Regions from separate parts of the Sus scrofa genome. Here all the other regions are linked to region 3. The links are chromatin contacts, called in public HiChIP or PLAC-seq maps. All regions are on one chromosome and are shown on one strand. Each heading gives the region's core, a stretch centred on a gene start, on an enhancer-like site or on the middle of the called end of the contact. The rest is flanking DNA. Distances are from core to core; before and after follow the strand shown. Region 1 overlaps WDR70 (WD repeat-containing protein 70). Region 2 overlaps WDR70 (WD repeat-containing protein 70). Region 3 overlaps WDR70 (WD repeat-containing protein 70).

Region 1 (3,211 bases), core at 620-3,119, 140 kb before region 3:
TATTCATTGTTAAATGCTGAGTGTCTATTGTTGTGCTATTAGAATGAAGACTCGAGTTGTTCCTAACATCAGCATTAACATAAAGGAAGCTCTTGGAAATAATCAGAACAGGGACTTAGTTTTTGCTAGTCATCCACAATGGTTGGCCGTTCTTTTTTTTTTCTTTTTTGTCTTTTTGCCATTTCTTGGGCTGCTCCTGTGGCATATGGAGGTTCCCAGGCTAGGGGTCTAATCAGAGCTGTAGCCACCGGTCTACACCAGAGCCACAGCAACGCGGGATCTGAGCTGCATCTGCAGCCTACATCACAGCTCACAGCAATGCCGGATCTTTAACCCACTGAGCAAGACCAGGGACCGAACCCTCAACCTCATGGTTCCTAGTCGGATTCGTTAACCACTGCACCACGAAGGGAACTCCCTGATTGGCCTTTCTTGATCATATTTCTCTCATCCTCAGAAGATATGAAAATAAATTGTTTAGATATTTAGGTCCATTGTCTTTTGGACTTATTTTCCCATTTTAGCATGGAACTTGTCTATAAGATCATGTACAGTTCAGAAGCTAATAATCTGTCCTTGAGTGACAGTAATTTCATCACATTTATAAATGAGAATATGCATTTTAATGGAAGGGAAGAGTTATTGATTGGCTTTAGTAAAATGATATTTAGTCCTGGATGGAAATTTTCTGTGGCTTTAGTTTTGTTTGACAGATGATAGTATTTTGTGAAGTTACTACTAGCTTCCTAACCTTTTATCTGTTTAAGCCAATAGGTGATATAGTCTTAATTAATTTTGCATTGGAAGTCTATTTTTAAGTGTTAAAGCTAAAATGTTGAAGTGGCTGAAGATTTATTTTGCCATGGAATAAATCAGTATTTTCTGATATTCTCATACAGAAACCTTTGGTGGTTCTTTCTCATGTCTCTCATTTTGTTCTGTTCCTAGCACTAGATAATATATTTTGCATACCTGGAAGGAACAGTCAATTTCATCAAATTCTGTAGGAAGTTGGCATGCAATTCTGAAACTACATTTTCTGTAGTATTGCCTTTCATTTTCAAGAATATAATAGTAATTATATTTGACATAGTGCTTGAGTTTTGTGAGTGGGTGCAAAAAATTAAAAAAGACATAATATTTTTCTTTCTTTCCTTTTTCCTTTTTTTTTTCCCTAATGGCTGCACCCGAGGCATATGGAGGTTCCCAGGCTAGGGGTCAAATCAGAGCTGCAGCTGCCACTCTATGCCACAGCCATAGCAACGTGGGATCAGTGCCATGTCTGTGACCTATGGCAACACCAGATCCTTAACTCACTGGGAGCAAGGCCAGGGATTGAACCTGCATCCTCATGGATACTAGTTGGATTTGTTACCACTGAACCACAGTGGGAACTCCAAAAATATTTTTCCTGAGCATTTGGTTAGTAATAATTAAAATATGTGCTAACCTTATATTACCTTGTAATGACTCTGAAATATGCAGTGTATTCAATTCAAATGTGTTTATTACAGTCAGCTACCATGATTTTGTAGTCTTCAGGTAATCTCAAGGAGGCCTTGGAAATACAGAGGTAGTGATAATAGCAATGACTTGTTTTACATACTGTGCTCGCTGCCTTCATTATTTTTCATCTTCACCCCAGTCCTCTAAGTATTATTTCTCTGCGCCCTTTAGTGGAGGAGACCGGGACTCAGCAAAGGTCCAAAGCTGGTGCATGAATTCTGTCTCCACAGCACATCTGCTAATGCTGCCATCTAGTTCCATCTACTCATTTGGAAAGAAATGGGGAGACTGAGTGTACAGTGAAACCGAAGGGCTTGCTCATCGTCACACAGCTAGTTAGCAGCAGAGTGAGGACTTGGATCCCTGGCCTCCTGACTCACATTCCGGTGCGCTTTTCACTATATCAGGACACCTTGGCTCCTGAGCCCCAAGTGACAGCCCCAAACAGCTGTGTTTATCTGTCTTGCATGTCCCAGCTTGTTTTGCTAGCAGAGCAAAAACTACTTAAAAGGATCCTCAATCTTCACCTTCCCACTCCCCTCCACTTACACGCCTGTACTCCCACTTGCCCCATGAATAACTTCACAGAAAGAATTGTGCAATGTCACTAAGCCTTCCTCTGGTGTCAGAGTTACTCCCTGAGAGAACATTCACTTCCTCATGACTCCAGTTTACTGTCAGATTGGCTTTCCCTCTCTTCTCTTTGATCGGAATCTTAGCTGTTTAGGCAGGAATTTGAGGAGCAGATGCTCTACCCCCTGAACAAGCCCTTTAAGTCTTCTTAGTACTGTGTCTAATGACTCTTAATCCTGTCCTTTTAACTCTGTGGCTAGCAGAGTTAAGAGCAAAGTGGGACAGGAATGGCGAGCTTGATGCTGAACGTTTCATTTTAACATTGGCAAAGAGAACACGTGAGATGAGACAGAGGGACACCATTAAGCTTTCCTATTAAGCTGAAAAGCAAGATCAAGGTTCATGTGGGGTTGCTGAGATGTTGTATTTTCCTCCAAATGTAAATAGAGAAGTTTGGAGGAGCAAATAGCCAGAGAAATGGGCCACAGAATTGTTTTTACTCCCGTCTTCTTAAATTTTGTTGTGTTTTTCTGATTTTCATTGCCCTCTGGACATAAAAACAATTCACCAGAAAAAAAGCCGAAGTTATTGTTTAAGGTACTTGGTCTTTCATGGTTATTGAAGAAAATCAAGACCTCTCCAAAATGGGAGTACTGTAGACAAAGATACGCCCTGTGAACTAACTGGTTCATTCTATTCTTACTTACAGACTTTAGTTTAGTGGTCTGAACTGTCTAATTATCAAATGTCTGATCTGTATGTTCATATATTAAAAAATTGGACTAAACAGCCTGTTACTTTCTCAGTTGCCTAATTAATCACTTGAGGTTTGTTACGTGAGGGGCTGATGAAGAAAGAGAAATCACACAGTAATTTGAGCAGGGAAAGCTTATTATAAATAACTACTAACTGTAACGGGGATTGGCTAGTCAAAAGTAAAGAGAACTCTAGAGAATAGAGGGATAGCAGATAAGAGGAGCAGCCTTACCCCCAGTGGATAGATAGAGCGTTTAAAGAAGAGGCTTTCAGGATTGAGATGCGCACCTTTATGTGAGAGGATAAGGCTGTGGCTCACTAAATGATGAAGAGGTTGCTGTGGTGCTCTGACAGCAGAACTTGCCAGAAACCTCTC
Region 2 (3,166 bases), core at 4-2,503, 200 kb before region 3:
ATAAGAAGTAGGAGCTTCCATCACCCCGTTAGTTCTTTGTGCCTCTTCTAGTCATGAACTTTAAAAAAAAATGAGTTCTTGGAGTTCCCTGGTTGCATGTTGGGTTAACCATCTGTTGTCACTATTCGTGACTTGGGTTTCTGCTGTGGCATTGGTTTGATCCCTGGCCCCCAGGGCTTCCACGTGCTGTGGATGTAGCCAAAAAGGAATGAGTTCTCGATAGCACCAGAATTGAAAGGAAAATTACCAGAGAACATATTGATAGTTTTACATTAAGAACTATACTGCCTGATTGTGATTATTTTTTTTAATACGCATTTCACTTCAGTTGCAGGTTAGTAGTTGATTTAGTGTTACTGCTGAAGTCACTGGATTGGCAATGTTAATGTATATTATAATTTCTTTTTCTTTTTTTTTTGTCTTTTTGTCTTTTGTTGTTGTTGTTGTTGTTGCTATTTCTTGGGCCGCTCCCGAGGCATATGGAGGTTCCCAGGCTAGGGGTTGAATCGGAGCTGTAGCCATCGGCCTACGCCAGAGCCACAGCAACGCGGGATCCGAGCCGCGTCTGCAACCTACACCACAGCTCACGGCAACGCCGGATCGTTAACCCACTGAGCAAGGGCAGGGACCGAACCCGCAACCTCATGGTTCCTAGTCGGATTCATTAACCACTGCGCCACGACGGGAACTCCTATAATTTCTTTTGATAACAAACTTACTTTTCACTTTCCCTTCGTTTGATCTTATCTGCAATGGTAATAAAATTGTTCCTTCAAATAGAATGCAAATGAAAGTGGTATGCAAACCATGACTGAACTTTGTCAAACTACACCAACTGTTAAATAATTAGGAGTATTTAGTGAGTTTTTGGAGGTATATTATTATTTTGCTTTGAACTGAGTAAGTGAACAAAAATTCAAGGGGGTAGAGTCAGGAAAGAGGTGAAAGTGATTTTTAAACTGTATTTATTACATGTGTGTAGTTCTGATTTTTTTTAAAGGTAAAGAAGGTTGTAACATAATCAAATGGAAACTGGGATTATTGAGGATTTTCATTATCCTTGCTATCCAGTTTCCCATTACTACAGAAAATTGAAAGTTGCGTTTTTATGACTGTAACTAAAGGCTAGATGTAACAGTGACTTTTTAGCTGTGAGCACCTGTTTTCCATGAACTTTCTTTGACTCCCTGGTTGGCATGCTCCGTGGTGAAGAGTCCAAGTTTGGGCCACCACTGTGCTTCCCTGACTTCTGGTCTGAGGCTTCTCATCTCTTTGGCCTTGGTCATTGCCAACCACCTGTATCAGTCAGTCTTTTTCTCTCATGCATTAGGGAAAGTTTGAAGTGTTAAAAATGGAAAAAAAAAACCCTCTCTTTTAGTTCTCAGGAGTTGATTGATATAGAATGAGGTAATTTATGTAAACACTTAACATCGGGATTGACACATACTAAATACTCAGATTGCTGGATTTTCTTATTGTTTTCATCATCATTACCAATATTTGATTAATGACCAATTTTAATTTAAGTGCAGCTGGCTGGAAAGAAAAGTTTTTTAAAAACATTGTGAGGAAACTTAATGATTCTAATTTCAGAGGAAAATTAATGTTCTTTAAAACAAGACAGTTTAATTACACCTGCAAGGTTCTGTCAGCAGAGGTTGCTAGAAGCTCTATTCCAAAATCCAGTGAATGTGTCATTACTATTTCCAAACTAATGTGGGAAAGTCTTCATTCTTTAAGATGAGCACTAGGGGGCAGTAGAAGCATTTTGGTTTTTGGCACAAATCCATTTTTTTTTTTTTCAACTGTCTTGTCTACAAGTGGAAGAAAAAAAGAATTTTATAAACAATGTCTTCCAGAAATTGGAACAGGTGAGGTTTAGTTTGAGATTAATGCTGGAATAGTTACTTTATATTGAAGCATAATATAGAAAATTCTTTATTTTTTTGTGATTTGAGAATATTATGACAGTTATATTTAAAGTTTGTTTTTTATCTTTAAGTTTTTAAAATCAGTAACATTCCTGTATAGCATAAGTCTTAGTGGCAGGAATTTTCAGGATAGTTTCTTTATAACTTATAAGTCTCTTGGCAAATAAGAAGGTTTATTTCTCTGATCCCCAGGGTAACCCAAACTTTAAAAAACACGTATAATAGCTTGTCACTTCCCTGCTTTCTTTCCTGTCAGTAAACTCTCCAGTTTCTTCCTATCCTATCACATTGTTAAGAAATCCTAGTTCCTTGCCTTGACCTCCTAAGACCCTGCATGACTTGGCTTCTGCAAGTCTCTCTGACTTGATCTCCTTCCACTCCTCTCTTGCTCACTCTTCTCTACCCACGTTGACTTTTCTGCTTTTCTTTGAACAGCTGTCCTTTTTTCCTCACAGAGCCTTTCAATTTTGTTTTTCCTCTATGTGCAATAACAGAGCTTCATGACCCCCTAATTTTTTTTTCCTAGCTCCCCCCCCCCCTTTTTTTGGCTTTTTAGAGCCGCACCCATGGCACAGGGGTCAAATCAGAGCTACAGCTTCCTTCCTGCCTCACAGCAGCACGGGATCCGAGCCGCATCTGTGACCTACACCACAGCTCATGGCAATGCTAGACCTCAACCTATTGAGCGAGGCCAGGGATCAAACCTGTGTCCTCATGGATGCTAGTCAGATTCGTTTCCACTGAACCACAGTGGGAATGCCCACGACTCCCTGGTTTTATTTGGATTTTTGTTTAAGTGTTACTTCTCTGACTACTTTATATAAGTACTCCACCTTCATTCCACTGCTTTATGGTGCTCCATTATCTGACATTTTGTTTATTAGTTTTCTTGTCTTTCTCCTCACAGTAATTTGTTTCATGAGGGCTGTAACATTGTCTCTTTTACGATTGTATCCCCAGTGGCTTGACCTGTGCGGGGCACACATACTCACTCAATGGCCATCATCTTTGGCTTTGGTGATAGTAGTTATTCTCTTTCTCGCAAACATTTCGTGGAATTAAAGCTAGCTTCTGATCTAGTCATAGTTCACCTTTAGAAACTCAGGAGCAATGCTATACTCACATTTCCAGGCTATTTCTACCGCAGCTCCCTTCTCAAAAGGCTGCAGCAGTTTAATCTCCCATTGCTGGGTGGGCTTTTGTATCCTCTCAGCTGACTGCCAGGAATGGTCCCT
Region 3 (3,219 bases), core at 580-3,079:
AGGAGGTGGAAAAGGACCAGTTTGTGATTGTTTCTGCCCCTGTATGGAGCTTCTGCCTTGGATAAAATTTGTAATAGAATTTTTTTCAGAAATCTTTAATAACAGAAAAAATTGTATTATGTAGTTTGAAGGGGAACAAGTTATTTTATGTTGTTCATCTCTCTCCCAGCATTGCCCCTCCTGGGAGTTTAAGGAGATGTAATAGCCTAGGCAACCCTAAAAGAAACCTGGTAAAACATGGCTGCAAAGATAAATAAAGAAAAAGAGGTATTTTAATGAAGAGTACAGTTTCTGGAGTTAGAATCAGAGTTTGAAATTTTTACTCGGATAAAACTTACTGTTGTGCAACTATACATGTAATAAAATTCATTGAGTAATTGAGAAAAACCATGAGAGTAAAAATTTATTAGTCATACGTCTTTGGGTAAGTCACCTTGCTAAGCCACAGTTTTCTTGGTTGTAAAATGAGATGATGGTTACATACACAACAGGAGGCTTGTTTGAAGAATGAAATTAGAAAATATATGTTATAGTGCACTAAGTAGCAGCATGTTCAGTCAATGTACCTGGCATTATTATTACTGTTGCCGCCACCATTAGTGTTACAAGTTGAAATTAGTAGTGAATCACAAGGAAGCCTTTAGTGTTTATAACAATGATTTTATAAATAGAGTGCCTTTCCCTATGATTTTTATTCTCTCTAGATCAGAGGTCAGCAAACTGTGGGCCAAATCCAGCCTGCCACCTCTTTTTATAAATAAAGTTTTATTGGAACACAACCTCATCCATTTGTTTATTGTCTGTGGCTGCTTTCCTGCTGTAACCACACAAGTGAGTCGTTGCGACAGAGACTTTATAATCCTGAAAGCCTAAAATATTTACTGTCTGGCCTTTTTCCTGAAGAAGTTTACTGGCCCTTGCTCTAAATATGTGTTTCCCCAATTAAGGTCCAGAGAATGTTAATTCTATTCATGTTAGTAAGTACTTTCTGAAAAGGAAAAAGAAAAAAAAAAAAAAAGGTTCTGTAGTCAAATAAGCTTTGGAAATGTTAAAGAGGTTGATTTATTTCAGGACTACTACTTAAAAGACTCTAACTTTTAATATCCTAATGTGCATTGTGAATCTTCAAGACAAGGCCATGGTATGCAAATAAACTGTAGTTTCCCAGGCTTACTTGGCTATGGAACCACCCCACCCCCAGCCCACCCCTGGATCTGATGATGTTACAGAAAACATCCTCTGGGAAACCCTGCTCTGGGGCTGTCTCTTTTAGAAGGACTTTCTTCTTAAATCATTTCTCTTGGTGATTTAGATGATATCCTCATTTGGAGACCTACGGAATATCTTATGAGAGTCTCTATTACCTCATTTCCCCCCCCCCAGTAAAATTATGCTTTGTTTAAAATTATAGCAGTAAAGTATACCAGATATTGAAATGCTCTAATAAGATAATATCCCCGTCTTTCAATTATTTTATATAATGTCTCAGAGGTTAGAAATAGAGTCCAAAGTCCAAAGTTTCATTTCATGCCTTCTTGAAATTCTAAAAGCATGGATCTTCTATGGGGCTGTAATTTTTTTTTTTTTTTTTTTTTGCATCCAGATTTCTGAAGCATAAATCTCAAGGGCCTAACTGGGATACCAGCTGAACTCAGCTCGGGTTTATAAGAAGGGAGATTAATGTGAAGGTAACTTGTGCCTTAGCCATAAGGGGTTTGTTTTATAGACTAAAGTAAACACCTTGAATTTCAAGTTGCAAGCACATGGGGAGCCAGGAGATTCCAGAGCAGTGGCATCATATTCTGCCTGTGACTCACAGTGGCAGAGCGCTCTCCCGCAGCTGCAGCTTCCAGCTGGTCCTCAGACAGAGCCCTAGGTAGTCACACACTGCAGTCACCTGGTTTGAGACGACCAAACAGGCATGCAGTTGCAACACTGTCCAGTTATGAATGAAGCCTGGGCTATCTCTTTGCCAAATACAGTTGAAAAAATAAATGCTAAGTCATAGCTGTTTTCTGAAATCACAGTGGTTGCAACAGTGAACCTGGACTTAGAGTGGAGAACCGTGCTGGAGAGTTCAGCCCTGGTCATAAATGCTCACTCTCCCCTTTTCCCGCCCTCCACCCTCCCTTCCTCTTCCTTCATCTCTGTCTGTCTCTCTCCCTCCTGTGAGCCTACCCATTGCAGCAGAGGCCAATTCTTAGTCATTTTGATGCCCTTTAAACCTGGCTTATTCTTGATGCAGTAAATGTTTTATGAAAGAATAAGAGGTCTGAAGGGTTTCTTCTCCTTTCCCAACTTGTGAATCCATTAAGAAAATTCCACATGGTCTCTTCATTTCTATATCTCTGGGTTGTGTGTAAATCCTTAGTAAATATGGTTAACATTGTAAATGAGGATTCTGAAAATTTTATTATCATGCTTTGATTTTATGGGGGATGATGAACGAACTTTTCAGAAACCTTTGTTAGATATCATTGTGTTTTGTCTTTATTTAATTTAAAAAAATGAAGTGGGGGGAGAAGGAGGGAATGAGGGAAGGGCAGAACATTTTGGCTGGAACACAATTATCTTTTTTAAAAAAGTTGGAAACTTGGAAACTGTCAGCTTACTATGAAATACGTTGCTTCCTTGAAACATGCTCAAAAGTTCAGAGTTTTATTTGCTATATTTATTAAGTATGTTCATCTTGTAGGCACCATGATATGTGATGCATAGCTCTGTACTCAGCTGTAGTCTGAAACTCATTGGGGTTCTTAGAGTTCAGATGATGTGCCTGGGAAAGAAATAATCTGACGCTGACCTACTTGAAAGAAAGGAGCAGAAATGTGGGGGGAAAGTTCTCATCTAGTGACATAAAGAAAAATGATTTAAACACACAACCCTCCCTTCTGTATCCTCCAAGAATGAGCTTTTCTAAGCACTCTCCTCTCTCACTCAATATTGTCTTCTGGAATCATTATCTTAGTGTCAGTGAATATATAGAAGTGGCTGGAGCTGGTTGGAAACAGACTACAGCTACCTAGAGACCATGGTTGTCTCAAGCAACCCCAGCAAGGATTAAGAAACATTGCTAGGAGTTCTCATGGTGGTGCAGCAGAAACAAATCTGACTAGGAACCATGAGGTTGTGGGTTCGATCCTTGGCCTCACTTTGTGGGTTAAGGATCTGGCATTGCCGTGAGCTGTGGTGTGGGTCGCAGACGCGGCTTGGATCTGG

Evidence for each region. HiChIP or PLAC-seq counts read pairs in DNA pulled down with a chosen protein or histone mark.
Region 1: an H3K27ac HiChIP or PLAC-seq map of skeletal muscle shows a contact between it and region 3. The contact joins two enhancer-like sites. A contact is called at or near these places in 1 of 47 Hi-C or Micro-C datasets (skeletal muscle) and 1 of 2 datasets of contacts at active chromatin or transcription factors (skeletal muscle).
Region 2: an H3K27ac HiChIP or PLAC-seq map of skeletal muscle shows a contact between it and region 3, with 5 times the contacts expected there. The contact joins two enhancer-like sites. A contact is called at or near these places in 2 of 47 Hi-C or Micro-C datasets (both in embryonic fibroblasts) and 1 of 2 datasets of contacts at active chromatin or transcription factors (skeletal muscle).

The regions. Positions count from the first base shown.
Region 1 is chr16:22,691,527-22,694,737 of Sscrofa11.1, forward strand. The region is part of intron 7 of WDR70 (WD repeat-containing protein 70); the gene reads left to right. Among named protein-coding and RNA genes, the nearest start is that of WDR70, 93 kb to the left of the region's middle. Within about 2 kb of position 1,870, at least 4 of the 83 cell types and tissues checked have an H3K27ac peak or open chromatin away from gene starts, as enhancers often do. A contact at or near this core is called in skeletal muscle, where this site is marked.
Region 2 is chr16:22,635,533-22,638,698 of Sscrofa11.1, forward strand. The region is part of intron 5 of WDR70 (WD repeat-containing protein 70); the gene reads left to right. Among named protein-coding and RNA genes, the nearest start is that of WDR70, 37 kb to the left of the region's middle. Within about 2 kb of position 1,254, at least 1 of the 83 cell types and tissues checked has an H3K27ac peak or open chromatin away from gene starts, as enhancers often do. A contact at or near this core is called in skeletal muscle, where this site is marked.
Region 3 is chr16:22,831,837-22,835,055 of Sscrofa11.1, forward strand. All of the region lies in intron 10 of WDR70 (WD repeat-containing protein 70), which reads left to right. Among named protein-coding and RNA genes, the nearest start is that of GDNF, 130 kb to the right of the region's middle. Within about 2 kb of position 1,830, at least 19 of the 83 cell types and tissues checked have an H3K27ac peak or open chromatin away from gene starts, as enhancers often do. A contact at or near this core is called in skeletal muscle, where this site is marked.